Regions from separate parts of the Pan troglodytes genome. Here region 1 is linked to region 2. Evidence: chromatin contacts called from public HiChIP or PLAC-seq data. All regions are on one chromosome and are shown on one strand. The core of a region is the stretch at or near the end of the contact, and the rest is flanking DNA. Distances in the headings are between cores, read along the strand shown.

What was found. HiChIP or PLAC-seq counts read pairs in DNA pulled down with a chosen protein or histone mark.
Region 1: a contact with region 2 is called in an H3K4me3 HiChIP or PLAC-seq map of stem cell-derived excitatory neurons, with 2.9 times the contacts expected there. The contact joins the promoter of TAOK1 here to the promoter of LOC134808989 in region 2. A contact is called at or near these places in 1 of 7 Hi-C or Micro-C datasets (stem cell-derived neural progenitor cells) and 1 of 1 datasets of contacts at active chromatin or transcription factors (stem cell-derived excitatory neurons).

Annotation. Positions count from the first base shown.
Region 1 is chr19:38,191,298-38,197,509 of NHGRI_mPanTro3-v2.0_pri, forward strand. TAOK1 (TAO kinase 1) reads right to left here and starts at 3,829. Exons shown (of 20, transcript XM_024350393.3): 1 at 3,086-3,829. It overlaps NUFIP2 (nuclear FMR1 interacting protein 2), which reads left to right and starts at 3,835. Exons shown (of 6, transcript XM_511374.9): 1 at 3,835-4,096. It also overlaps the pseudogene LOC112206218.
Region 2 is chr19:38,012,719-38,018,779 of NHGRI_mPanTro3-v2.0_pri, forward strand. It overlaps LOC134808989 (sterile alpha motif domain-containing protein 1-like), which reads right to left and starts at 1,442. Exons shown (of 3, transcript XM_063800066.1): 1 at 1,205-1,442; 2 at 428-991; 3 at 2-130. The coding sequence starts at 1,442. The coding sequence ends at 534. It overlaps ABHD15 (abhydrolase domain containing 15), which reads left to right and starts at 1,038. Exons shown (of 2, transcript XM_523591.8): 1 at 1,038-2,321; 2 at 5,321-6,061. The coding sequence starts at 1,441. The coding sequence ends at 5,846. TP53I13 (tumor protein p53 inducible protein 13) reads right to left here and starts at 132. Exons shown (of 7, transcript XM_016932111.3): 1 at 1-132.

The DNA of each region.
Region 1 (6,212 bases), core at 2,579-5,078, 180 kb after region 2:
GTCTTTCTAGTATCCTGTAACTAATGAGTTGCTTTCTTACTGTTAAAATGGCATCGTAACATGGGCCCAAATATCATGTATACACCTTGTTATACAGAAAGTTTATTTTATATCAACACCCATTCAATTACTTGCCATATCCTCACTTCTCCCAAAATCGACATTATAAAAAATACGATAATTATTTTCTATTCAGTGCCCTCATACTTCTGATTCTGTACATTGCTGTACTTCTTTAAAACCTCTCAGAGTTTAAATTTGTTTGCAATACTATCCTTTAGTTTGGAAGCAATGTTTTGTTACTGTCAAGATAATCTTAAACTATTAAAAGCCTTTAAATCCAGCTGATTCTCAGAAATTCTTCCACCTATAAAACATGAGAATTATAACCAAATTAACAAATCAGATATCAGAATGCCAAAAATTAAGTCATTAAAAGAGAATCCAGTGAAAGAGCCAGTTGTGAAAGAACAGGAAGTGATGTACACTGCCATTTTGTAGATGAACTATTTAGAAACATAAGAAGTGCCATACTAATCTAGAATCAACTCAGACTAACAGCTCTCAGCATTTTCTTTCTGACAGTGGCATCAGAGGTCATCTGAAATAACCCTCAGGCAATTTTTCCTTAATAATGTATTTATCTAATTGATCATGAACATACTTTTCCACTTTTAGGCAACATTCCCACCAGCTATGAAAAAAGAGAGTTGTTTTTTTTCCGGTTGTCCTTAGTTATAGCATGCTGAAATACAGCAAGTAAATAGTTAACCTACACCCTATGTAAATCCTTTAAGTTTTGTAGCCTCTATTGATAAATCCTCTCTGCCTACAACTTTCCAAGGTAAAAGCAGTCACTCCTTACTGAGCAGTATGCTTCGATCAACACATGCTAGTATATATGAAATAATTATCAACAACAAGCCATAATACGGAGAATCAGACTTCCTGGCATAATTCGCCATTATGGAGAAAACTCTACATATCAACAACATGCAGCTTTGTCCCATGAAATAAATACTCAAATGAATAGTGTTATTTCAATGAATTGAGATGACCATTAAAAGGGAATAAAGAAAGCAAAGAGAATTCCATCTTCTGAGAAAAAAAATAATAAAACTTATTTAACATACCATGTCTCCTACATCAAAATCATGATATAAAATGACAGAAACTAAGTTAGTGCCTAGCGCTACTACTAACACCTTTAAATCCCTATCTTAAAACAGGTTTCAAAATGCAACAAACACACCACAAAAGCTCTATTGGACAACATTTAATGACAACATAAAATGTAGATGGCATTTGAAGTATTTAAAAATAAGTCACTAAGTAGAGCTGAAAACACTAAATACACCAAAGACAACTCATTATCTGTACACATTTTAGTCTTCTTCTTCACTTTGGGAAAAAATTAATTCTATTAATAGTCATATGTGGAATATTTTGAAATCACATCACCAGTATTTACTAAACACTTGAAAAAAATGTATCATCAGTACATGGAGACTTGAAAACTACTCTTTGGTCACAAAAAGCACTTGGCAGCACATTTCCAGAATGTTTAAATTTTTATTTATTTCTACTCAACTAAGAACAAAACCAACAAGTACTACTGTAAACCAGATAAGATGATCTGCTTTCAGACAAACATGACAGGTAGCAAAAGAAGTGAAAAATGACTGACTACAGAAAATAGATCATAGAATAATTAGGCAGATTAATAAGAACAAAGAAACAGCTGCAGAAAGGTTTGTAACCTTACCATTTAAAAAAAAAATCCAATTTCAATATTATACACAACAGTATCAACCCTAAAAATTCACAGCTTAGGGAGAAATGCCCATCAGACAGGCTGTCTGTATGTAATAATTGTTAATAATTTTTTTTTTTGAAACGGAGTCTCGCTCTGTCGCCCAGGTTGGAGTGCAGTGGCACCATCTCGCCTCACTGCAACCTCCGCCTCCCGGGTTCAAGCGATTCTCCTGCCTCAGCCTCCCGAGTAGCTGGGACTACAGGCGCGTGCCACCATGCCCGGCTAATTTTTTGTATTTTTAGCAGAGACGGGGTTTCACCGTGTTAGCCAGGATGGTCTCGATCTCCTGACCTCGTGATCCGCCCGCCTCGGCCTCCCAAAGTGCTGGGATTACAGGCGTGAGCCACCGCGCCCGGCCAATAATTCTTCATGAACTACAAAAGTCATAGAAAAAGAAAAGGGAAATGAGGATGAGGAGGTACAAAATTATTTTATTTGAATACTAACTAAAATCCAACCTGCTCACAAAAAAATGTCAATCCAGACATCTCTCAAAAAGAGAGACATCAAAACTGTTCTAACAGGAGAGGTGTCCCTCTCGAGAAGTCATATCCCCCAACAATAACACCAGAACAGATACACTTCCCATGGACAGATCTCAGGGGAAGAGTATTAAAACGATACTGTCGTCGATTTAAAACCAAAGGAAAAAGAGTAACCTTTTCAAGGGAAGCGCCATTAGTTCCCTCTCCTGCTCCCCCTCCCTTCTGTGTATACATGGGTCTGTGTATGAAGAAACTGCCTTGGACTTCTGCAGCATTGCAGTAGACTAGAGGATGGGGAAGGGGGAAGGGTACGGGGAGAGAAACGCTTCCATCGCCCCTACAGAAGAGGGGTATAGATTTCCTGTGCTAGGGGGTGGAATCCACCCAGCAAGCCACCCAGAGCAGTCTCCCTTCCCAAGAATACACAGACACTACAAAGGAGAAGAGGAGCAAAGGCACCAGAGGGGAAAGGGACCTCGCGCCTTTAAACCGGGGTGCACATCAACCCAGTCTCCCTGTGAGGGCCACACCTTCCTCGAAACATCCCCCTTCCACCACCCCTTCCGGTGACCCTCAGGAAAAAGGAATGGAATTGCTCTCGCCCCTTAAAACCGGAGAGCGCCCAGCTCACCAGCTTCTTCACCCCACCCACAGAATCACAGACCCTCCTTTTCTCCCTCCCCCACCCCACTCCCACATCCCTTCTTCCACACACAGGCCCGAGTGGGCCGAATTTCCCCGCCCCCCTCTATATCCCCCTTTCCCAAAGCAGAGGTGCCCTTACCCTTTCGCCGACAGGTCTGGGGCGGAGCAGGCAGGCGCAGCCCCCTGCAGCGCTCCGGTAGCCGCTACCCTGGAGGGTGAGGAGTGAGGAGGAGGAGGGGGCCCGGCGACAGATCGCCGCCCCCCACCCCCGAGCCCCAGCAAGCCGCCCAGCCCAAGCTCTGCAACAAGGGGCGGCGGCGGCGGGGCGGGGGGGGGGGGGGCGAGGGGACGACCGGGGTCGAGGAGGCGCCCTCAGCGCTTGGGCTCAGTTAAGATGGCGCGGGGAAGTGCCGGGAGCCGTCTCCGTCGCCGCCTCGGGGGAACCGGCCCGGGCCTCGGCCGCCTCTAGTCCTCACACAGCCGAGGCCCTCTCGGTCCCCCGCCGCGGCCCCTCGGCGGGCGGGCCCACGCGCAGCCCTCCGCCACCAACACCACCCCTGGTAAGGAGGCGCTCACAAAGGGAAGGGAGGCCGCGGGCCGGCCGGCGGACGGCGGGGCGGGGTCCCCCGGGGCCGGGAGGCCTCAGATGTTCGCGAGTGCCTAGTGCTTTCGGCCCGCGAAGGGCGCAGGGCGAGCGGGACCCCTCCTCTCTCCTCAGGCAGGCGGCGGCACCGACTCAGTCTCTTTGCCACCCTCCCTCTCTCTCCCCGAGCCCTGAAGCCACAGAGCCCGGCCGCTGCCCAGCTTCCCCCCCTTTACCCGACACCACTCCCCTCCTCCCGACCGTCATCCCCCGTCTCCGATCTCGCGAGATTTCCCGCCTGACAGGCCGGACCCTGCGCGAGACACGACTACATGCGCGCGCGCGCGCCCTCACAGGAGCGCGCAAGGCTTGCTACGGGCAGAGTTGTCCCGGTGGCCCGGAGTCCCAGCCTCTGTCCAGCATGGCCTCACTGAGTTCGCGGAGCTTCTAATGCCACGCGGGCGTCAGGTGCATTCATTTCACCCCGGAGATCTGAAGAAGAAGAGTTTTTCTGCACTCCCCTTCCTTCCTGCTTCCCACCTCCAAAGCCCGCCACTGATCCTGCGAGTAAGTTTGCCCTGAAGTGTGGAATATCCCATTCCTGCACAACTCGGTTCTACACCCCCTCCCCCGTGGGATTCAGAGGTACACTGGGCAGCTCAATCAGTATGCAGTTGAGTTTTTGAGATTCTAATAGTTGATACTAATTCTTGGAACGACAGTAAGACTTGGAAATACAGATCTAAGCCACCCTATATATTGGTGATGTAGAAAAGAGATAACTTCTTGAAAAGTGTCTGTGAGTTTAGTAGGTTGAGTAATGAGAAGTTTTGGAACAAGAGCAGCAAACAAACTAAAGACTCCTATGCAAAGAAGAAGTAGAGTTTTTATTCTTTTATCTCAAAACTTTTTTTTTTTTTTTTTTTTAGGGAAAACTCCCTCAGTACTTATTCAAGAACCTAAAAGTGTAAGGCCGGGCGCGGTGGCTCACGCCTGTAATCCCAACACTTTGGGAGGCCGAGGCGGGCGGATCACGAGGTCAGGAGATCGAGAGCATCCTGGCTAACACGGTGAAACCCCGTCTCTATTAAAAGATAGAAAAAAATTAGCCGGGCGTGGTGGTGGGCGCCTGTAGTCCCAGCTAGCTACTCGGGAGGCTGAGGCAGGAGAATGGCGTGAACCCGGGAGGCGGAGGTTGCAGTGAGCCGAGATTGCGCCACTGCACTCCAGCCTGGGCGACAGAGTGAGACTCGTCTCAAAAAAAAAAAAAAAAAAAAGAGAACCTAAAAGTGTACACAAAGTGTAGTCATAAAAAATCTTGGTTCTTTAACCAACAAAACGACTGAAATAAATAAACCTGTTATATGAGTTTCATGAATAAAAATTAACTCTGGGCCGGGCCCGGTGGCTCACGCCTGTAATTATAGCACTTTGGGAGGCTGAGGCGGGCGGATCACCTGAGGTCAGGAGTTCGAGACCAGGCTGGCCACAGTAGATCTGTGCTCAAAGGAAGGAGCATGTTGATCAGGCCTAAGCAATCCGTGTATACAGTGTATGTATGACCTTCCTCTAGTCTGGCTCAGGGATGGGCACATGATCCAATTAGAGCCAATGGGTACAATAAGATTTTCTCTGGCTTTTTGGGAAAGAAACTTTCTTATTTTCTCCCAAAAATGTAATATATATATTGAACTCCCAAAATGGAGTCCAGTGGTGTGATCCTGGCTCACTGCAACCTCTGCCTCCCAGGATCAAATGATTCTGCTACCTCAGTCTCCCAAGTAACCGGAACTACAGGCATATGCCACCGTGCTGGCTAAGTTTTGTATTTTTTGTAGAGATGGGTTTCGCCATGTTGCCCAGGCTGGTCTTGAACTCCTGGCCTCAAAGGATCCACCTGCTTCGGCCTCCCAAAGTACTAAGATTACAGATGTGAGCCACCGTGCCCAGCCTATGATTTTTCAATGAGCAATAATCACACCTCGGATAAATCTCATTGGCTACAATACTGCCACTGCGCAAAGTTTCTGAAATTTGATGATGATGATAATAACAAAAATAGTGAAATAGTTAACACGTATTGAGTGCTGATTATATGCCAGAGAGAGTTCTAAACACTCTACTTATTTACTCCTCACAATAACCATATTGGGTGGGTATAATTATTATTCCTTTTTAGAAATGGTGGAACTGGGCCTGGCGCGGTGGCTCATGCCTGTAATCCCAGCACTTTGGGAGGCTGAAGTGGGCGGATTACCTGAGGTCAGGAGTTCGAGACCAGCCTGGCCAACATTGTGAAAAAAATTAGCCGGGCATGGTGGTACACGCCTGTAATCCCAGCTACTCAGGAGGCTGAGGCAAGAGAATTGCTTGAGCCCAGGAGACGGAGGTTGCAGTGAGAGGAGATCGTGCCACTGCACTCCAGCCTGGCCAACAGAACGAGACTCTGTCAAAAAGAAAGAAAGAGAGAGAGAGAGAAAGAAAGAAAGAGTGGCACTGAGGCACAGAGAAGAATTTTGATTAACTTGTCAAAGTTCTTATAGCCAGTTTGTGGTGAAGCCAGTTGTCAAATTCAGCTTTCATCCAGAACCACTGTGTTCTTTTTTTTCTTTTTTTCTTTTTTTTGAGACAGAGTCTCGCTCTATCGCCCAGGCTGGAGTGCCGTGGCGCGATCTCAGCTCAC
Region 2 (6,061 bases), core at 192-2,691:
CTGCAGCGCCTGGATGGGATCGTGGAGCGGAGTGTAAGGCCGGAAATGGAATCCCTGTGGACCGGGTGGCCCAGGCCGGGGAGACGGGTACACTCCCCTGGCAAACCCGCTTCAGATTTGTCGGTGTGACCTGCAACGAGAAGAGGGGCAGGATCATGAAGTCAGGAGGAGCTGCTGAAGGGAGAGGGTCCCACCTCTGGAGCTTCGCCGTCGGCCCACCCCGCTCCCGCCCTCGCAAATAGGGTCCAACGCGGAGGAGCCTCGGGAGGTGTCTCCGCTCCCCAAACTCTCCAAACCCAGAAGCCCCGGGAGGCCGGAGCCAGCCGAGAGGCTGCTGTCTTCCCCTCCTCCGCCGTCGCCCAGCGGTGGCAGGCGCGCGTCTAGAAAGAGATTGGTCGCCGCGAGATGGGGACGCCACAGGCCTCACCCCCAGGAGGTGCGCTGGCCGGCCCGCCCCGCAGCGGGGCGCTGGTTCTGGTTCCCTCTCCAGGATTTGGGGGGGAAACGTGGGTAGAGAGCGAGGGTCGAGATGCCTATCCCAAAGCTTGGAAACAGCGAGAACGTGTTATTTCCGTGGTCTCCCATGCACCCCGGTTTACGAGGCGTTCCTTGTAGGTCGGACGGGCATCCCTGTCGCAGGGCGCCTGAGTGTGTCCTTTTCTCCGACTGACTCTCGGAGGCTTGGGGCTGCTGCTTCTGGGGAAGCCACTCCCGGGCTGAGGATTTCCTTGATGTGGAGCCCCGAGCTCGCGGGGACGGGGGCGAGGAGTCCGCGGGACCCGCACTGATGCAGGCGGGGAAGCAGCAGCCTCCCGCCAGCGGCTCAAGACGCCGCGCTCGACCTCTCTAGCCCAGTGCCGGACCCCGCCCAGCCAAGTTATTGCGGGGCTGCGGGGCCGGGCGGGGGAGAGCGGGGCCGCCCGAGGGCAGAGCGCGCGCGCTGCCGCCGCCCCACGGGGCCCCGGGAGCCGGCGCCCGGAGCTGCGACTTACTCACCTCTCCCTTCTGCTTCTTTTCATCGGCCTCTGAGGGCGCAGCGCCCAGGGTCTGGCGGAAGACACTGATGACAGTCGGGTCCCCAAGCCTCGGCCTCCAGTCTCCCCACTTCTCCATGGCCAACACCGCTCTCCCCGGCTCGTGCCCTCCCCACTCCCTTCCGGCTGCCGGCGCGCCCTCCCTCCCTGGTGGCCCCGGCTCCTCTCACCCTCTGCTCCCACTTGTTGCAATTGCTGTACAAAGGGCCGGGGCGGGGTGGGGGGCGGGCGAGGGCAGCCGGGCCCAAACTGGCTGCCTCTGCCCGGCCACGGCCAATCCAGAGCGCGCCCGCGCGGGAGGGCCCTGGGCAGCCGCCGCCGGCGGGCGGAGCCGCGGGCAAAGCGCGGAGCTCGCCGAGTAGACGGCCCCGCCGCCCGCTGCCCGCCGGGGCTCTCCAGCTTCGCCATGCCGCCGTGGGGCGCCGCCCTCGCGCTCATCTTGGCCGTGCTCGCCCTTCTCGGCCTGCTCGGCCCGCGGCTCCGGGGACCCTGGGGGCGCGCCGTCGGAGGGAGGACCCTGCCGGGGGCCCAAGACCGAGGCGACGGGGAGGAGGCGGACGGCGGAGGCCCGGCGGACCAGTTCAGCGACGGGCGCGAGCCACTGCCGGGAGGGTGCAGCCTTGTCTGCAAGCCGTCGGCCCTGGCCCAGTGCCTGCTGCGTGCCCTGCGGCGCTCAGAGGCGCTGGAGGCCGGCCCGCGCTCCTGGTTCTCCGGGCCCCACCTGCAGACCCTCTGCCACTTCGTCCTGCCCGTGGCGTCTGGGCCTGAGCTGGCCCGGGAGTACCTGCAGTTGGCGGACGATGGGCTAGTGGCCCTGGACTGGGTGGTGGGACCTTGTGTTCGGGGCCGCCGTATCACCAGCGCCGGGGGCCTTCCTGCGGTGCTTCTGGTGATCCCCAATGCGTGGGGTCGCCTCACCCGCAACGTGCTCGGCCTTTGCTTGCTCGCCCTGGAGCGCGGCTACTACCCGGTCATCTTCCATCGCCGCGGCCACCACGGTTGCCCACTGGTCAGCCCCCGGCTGCAGCCTTTCGGGGACCCGTCCGACCTCAAGGAGGCGGTCACATACATCCGCTTCCGACACCCGGCGGCGCCGCTGTTCGCGGTGAGCGAAGGCTCGGGCTCGGCGCTGCTCCTGTCCTACCTGGGCGAGTGCGGCTCCTCCAGCTACGTGACAGGCGCCGCCTGCATCTCGCCCGTGCTGCGCTGCCGAGAGTGGTTCGAGGCCGGCCTGCCCTGGCCCTACGAGCGGGGCTTTCTGCTCCACCAGAAGATCGCCCTCAGCAGGTGGGTAACGGAGGCCGCAGACCAGCATGGAAACAATAGAGGGCCTGAGCTGGCTAAGAATCAGAAACAGCTATGCATAGCATTGGAACAGGCGTGGGCCAGTTTGGGCAAAGTTCTCTGAACACATCTTCCAAAGCCTTCCAAACCCTGTAATCTAGACAGAACCGGGGAAGCGGGTTTAAAGGTCATCGATGGACTCAGCTAGTATCACTGTGCTAGAGCAGGGACTCCTGCCCCGGCCCCTTGCCTCATCTCAGCACCCCCTGCTGTATCCTAGCAATCTGAGCACCTGGCCCACGACAGCAGAGATACCTGACATTTACCACTTAGCCCACAGCTTGACAACTCAGCAAAGAGCACTCTGGAAGCAATTGCAAACGATTATCTGCCCAGAATGTTTACTCACAGTCTCTGAGCCTGGAGGTGACAGGAATCAGAAATATGGTGGCATTTGAGGCCAGGTGCAGTGGCTCCCACCTGTAATCCCAGCACTTTGGGAGGCCAAGGCAGGAGGATCACTTCAGCCCAAGAGTTTGAGATTAACTTGGGCAACATAGGAAAACCTGTCTCTACAAAAATTTCTTTTTTTAATTAGCCGGGTGTGGTGGCATGCATCTGTGGTCCCAGCTACTCAGGAGGTTGAGATGGGAGGATCACCGAAGCCCAGAAGTTCGAGGCTGCAGAGAGCCTTGGTCTAGGCTGCACTCTAGCCTGGGTGACAGAGCAACACCCTGTCTCAAAAAAAATTTATATATATATATATATATACACACACACGCATATATGTAGGCATTTATTAAAATCATTATTTTTTTAATTCTTTTTTTTTTAGACAGTCTCACTTTGCCACCCAGGCTGAAGTGTAGTGACATGATCTTGGCTCACTGTAACCTCCACCTCCTGGGTGCAAGCTATTCTCCTGCCTTAGCCTCCCAAGTGGCTGGGGACTGCAGGCGTGCACCACCACACCCAGCTAATTTTTAAATTTTTTTTGGTAGAGGCAGGGTTTCTCCATGTTTGCCAGGCTGGTCTGGAACCCCTAATGTCAAGTGATCCGCCTGCCCCAGCTTTCAAAGTGCTAGGATTACAGGTGTGAGCCACCGTGCCCAGCTGTTTGTTTGTTTTTTGAGGCAAGATCTTACTCTGTCGCCCAGGCTGGAGTGCAGTGGTGGAATCACCACTCATTGCAGCCTTGAGTTCCTGGGCTCAGGTGACATTCCCAGCCTGCACTCTGGCTTTCTTAGGAGATGGCAGAATGAGGTCGAAGTCATTATGGCAACAGTGTGGTGTAGCAGAAAGACCTGGGATGTGGGGGCCAGACCCCCACCTCAGCCTCCCGAGTAGCTGAGACTACAGGCACATGCCACCATGCCCGGTTAATTTTTGTATTTTTCATAAAGATGGGATTGTGCCATGTTGTCCAGGCTGGTCTTGAATGTCTAGACTCAGGGAATCCACCCGCCTTGGCCTCCCAAAGTGCTGGGATTATAGGTGTGAGCCACTATGCCTGGTCAGAGATTAACATCTAATTTCAACTGTCTGAGGCTGGATTGAGCTATTCAAATGACGGAGCTGCTCATCCTGGCCTCCTTGTCAGGATGCCAAGCCCTCTCCAGGGGGCTAGAAACAGCAAAGATGTTCCCTGTTACCCAAAGCAGTTGCTCTGAGGCCCCCATTTAGGAATCCACTCAGTAAATTAATGACAGACTCAATTGCTTCCTCTGCCAGGCAGCACACTCTCTAGGAATATCTGCCCCAGGTATACCTGATCAACATCACAGTCATGTGACATTACCAGGACAGGATGTTAGTTTAAAAAACAAAAATAAAAACAATGAATGCAACCTAAAGTCAAATGTGAATTATTAGCAGAGGTGTCACCTGCTGGTTTGGATACTCTGAGCAGCAAGTTCTTCTAGGAGCAGTTTAGGAGGTTACAGTTCATAGCAAGTTCTCCACAGAGGGCCAGAAGTTGAGGTTAGGAGAACTGTCAGCAGCTGTGAAGTCAAATGCTGCCCCTAGGGCACATAGACAGGTGCAGTGATGCTGTGAATGACAGGCCTAGTGGGCACCATCACACAGGAAGGAGGGAGGAACCCATTGTGCTGAGAAATGCCCACCCATGTGGCTGGATCTTCCCACTTCCCGAGAGAAGCCAGACACCTGCATTTTATGTGAAATCTTCTAATTTTATTATTTTATTTATGTATTTATTTATTTATTGAGATGGAGTCTCGCTCTGTCACCAGGCTGGAACGCAGTGGCACGATCTCGGCTCACTGCAACCTCTGCCTCCCGGGTTCAAGTGATTCTCTTGCCTCAGCCTCCCAAGTAGCTGGGACTACAGGTGTGTGCCACCACGCCCAGCTTATTTTTGTATTTTTAGTAGAGATGGGGTTTCACCGTGTTGGCCAGGATGGTCTCAATCTCTTGACCTCGTGATCCACCTGCCTCAGCCTCCCAAAGTTCTGGGATTACAGGCATGAGCCACCGCGCCTGGCCAATTTTATTATTTTATATTATTTTATTTTATTTTTTGAAATGGTCTCTCTGTGTCACCCAGGCTGGAATGCAATGGTGCAATCATAGCTCACTGCAGCCTTGACCTCCCAGGCTCAAGCAGTCCTCCCACCTCAGCCTCCTGAATAGCTGGGACTGAGCCACCATGCCAAGCTAATTTTTTTTTTTTTTTTTTTTTTTTAGAGATGGGTTTTCGCCCTGTTGCCCAGGCTGTTCTCAAACTCCTGGACTTAAGTGATCCACCCACCTCGTTGGCCTCCCAGAGTGTTTGGATTACAGGCGTGAGCCACCGCAACCAGCCTTATCTGGTTTTAAATGATGGCCATGAAATTAAATGTTTTCGAAGCCCTAAATGGCCAAAGAAAGCCTCTGTGGACAGATCTGGCCTGCGGGCTGTCTGTCTGTCTCATCTGCTGTCACCTGATGTTCTCATTCTTCCCTCTCTTTCCCACCTTCCCCACTAAACATCTCGCTGCCAGGTATGCCACAGCCCTGGAGGACACTGTGGACACCAGCAGACTGTTCAGGAGCCGTTCCCTTCGAGAGTTTGAGGAGGCTCTCTTCTGCCACACGAAAAGCTTCCCCATCAGCTGGGATACCTACTGGGACCGCAACGACCCCCTCCGGGATGTGGATGAGGCGGCCGTGCCTGTGCTGTGTATCTGCAGTGCTGACGACCCCGTGTGTGGACCCCCAGACCACACTCTGACAACTGAACTCTTCCACAGCAACCCCTACTTCTTCCTCCTGCTCAGTCGCCACGGAGGCCACTGTGGCTTCCTGCGCCAGGAGCCCTTGCCAGCCTGGAGCCATGAGGTCATCTTGGAGTCCTTCCGGACCTTGACTGAGTTCTTCCGAACGGAGGAGAGGATTAAAGGGCTGAGCAGGCACAGAGCTTCCTTCCTTGGGGGCCGTCGTCGTGGGGGAGCCTTGCAGAGGCGGGAAGTCTCTTCCTCTTCCAACCTGGAGGAGATCTTTAACTGGAAGCGGTCATACACAAGGTGAGAGACCTGGCGCGAGAACCCCCAAGTCCTGCAAAGAAAAACAGAGCTGGGCAAGGGGGAGTCCTGGAAAGATGGGACGGACTGAACAGAGGGAGCTCCAGCTCTGTGCTCCTCATTCAGTCCCTCTCTCTTAAATTGGTGCCTTGAAAGAGAAGGAACGTCCTGCGAGCCTGCACTCACTTCATCCTCAGCAGAACTCCTGCCTGGCCTCTGCTC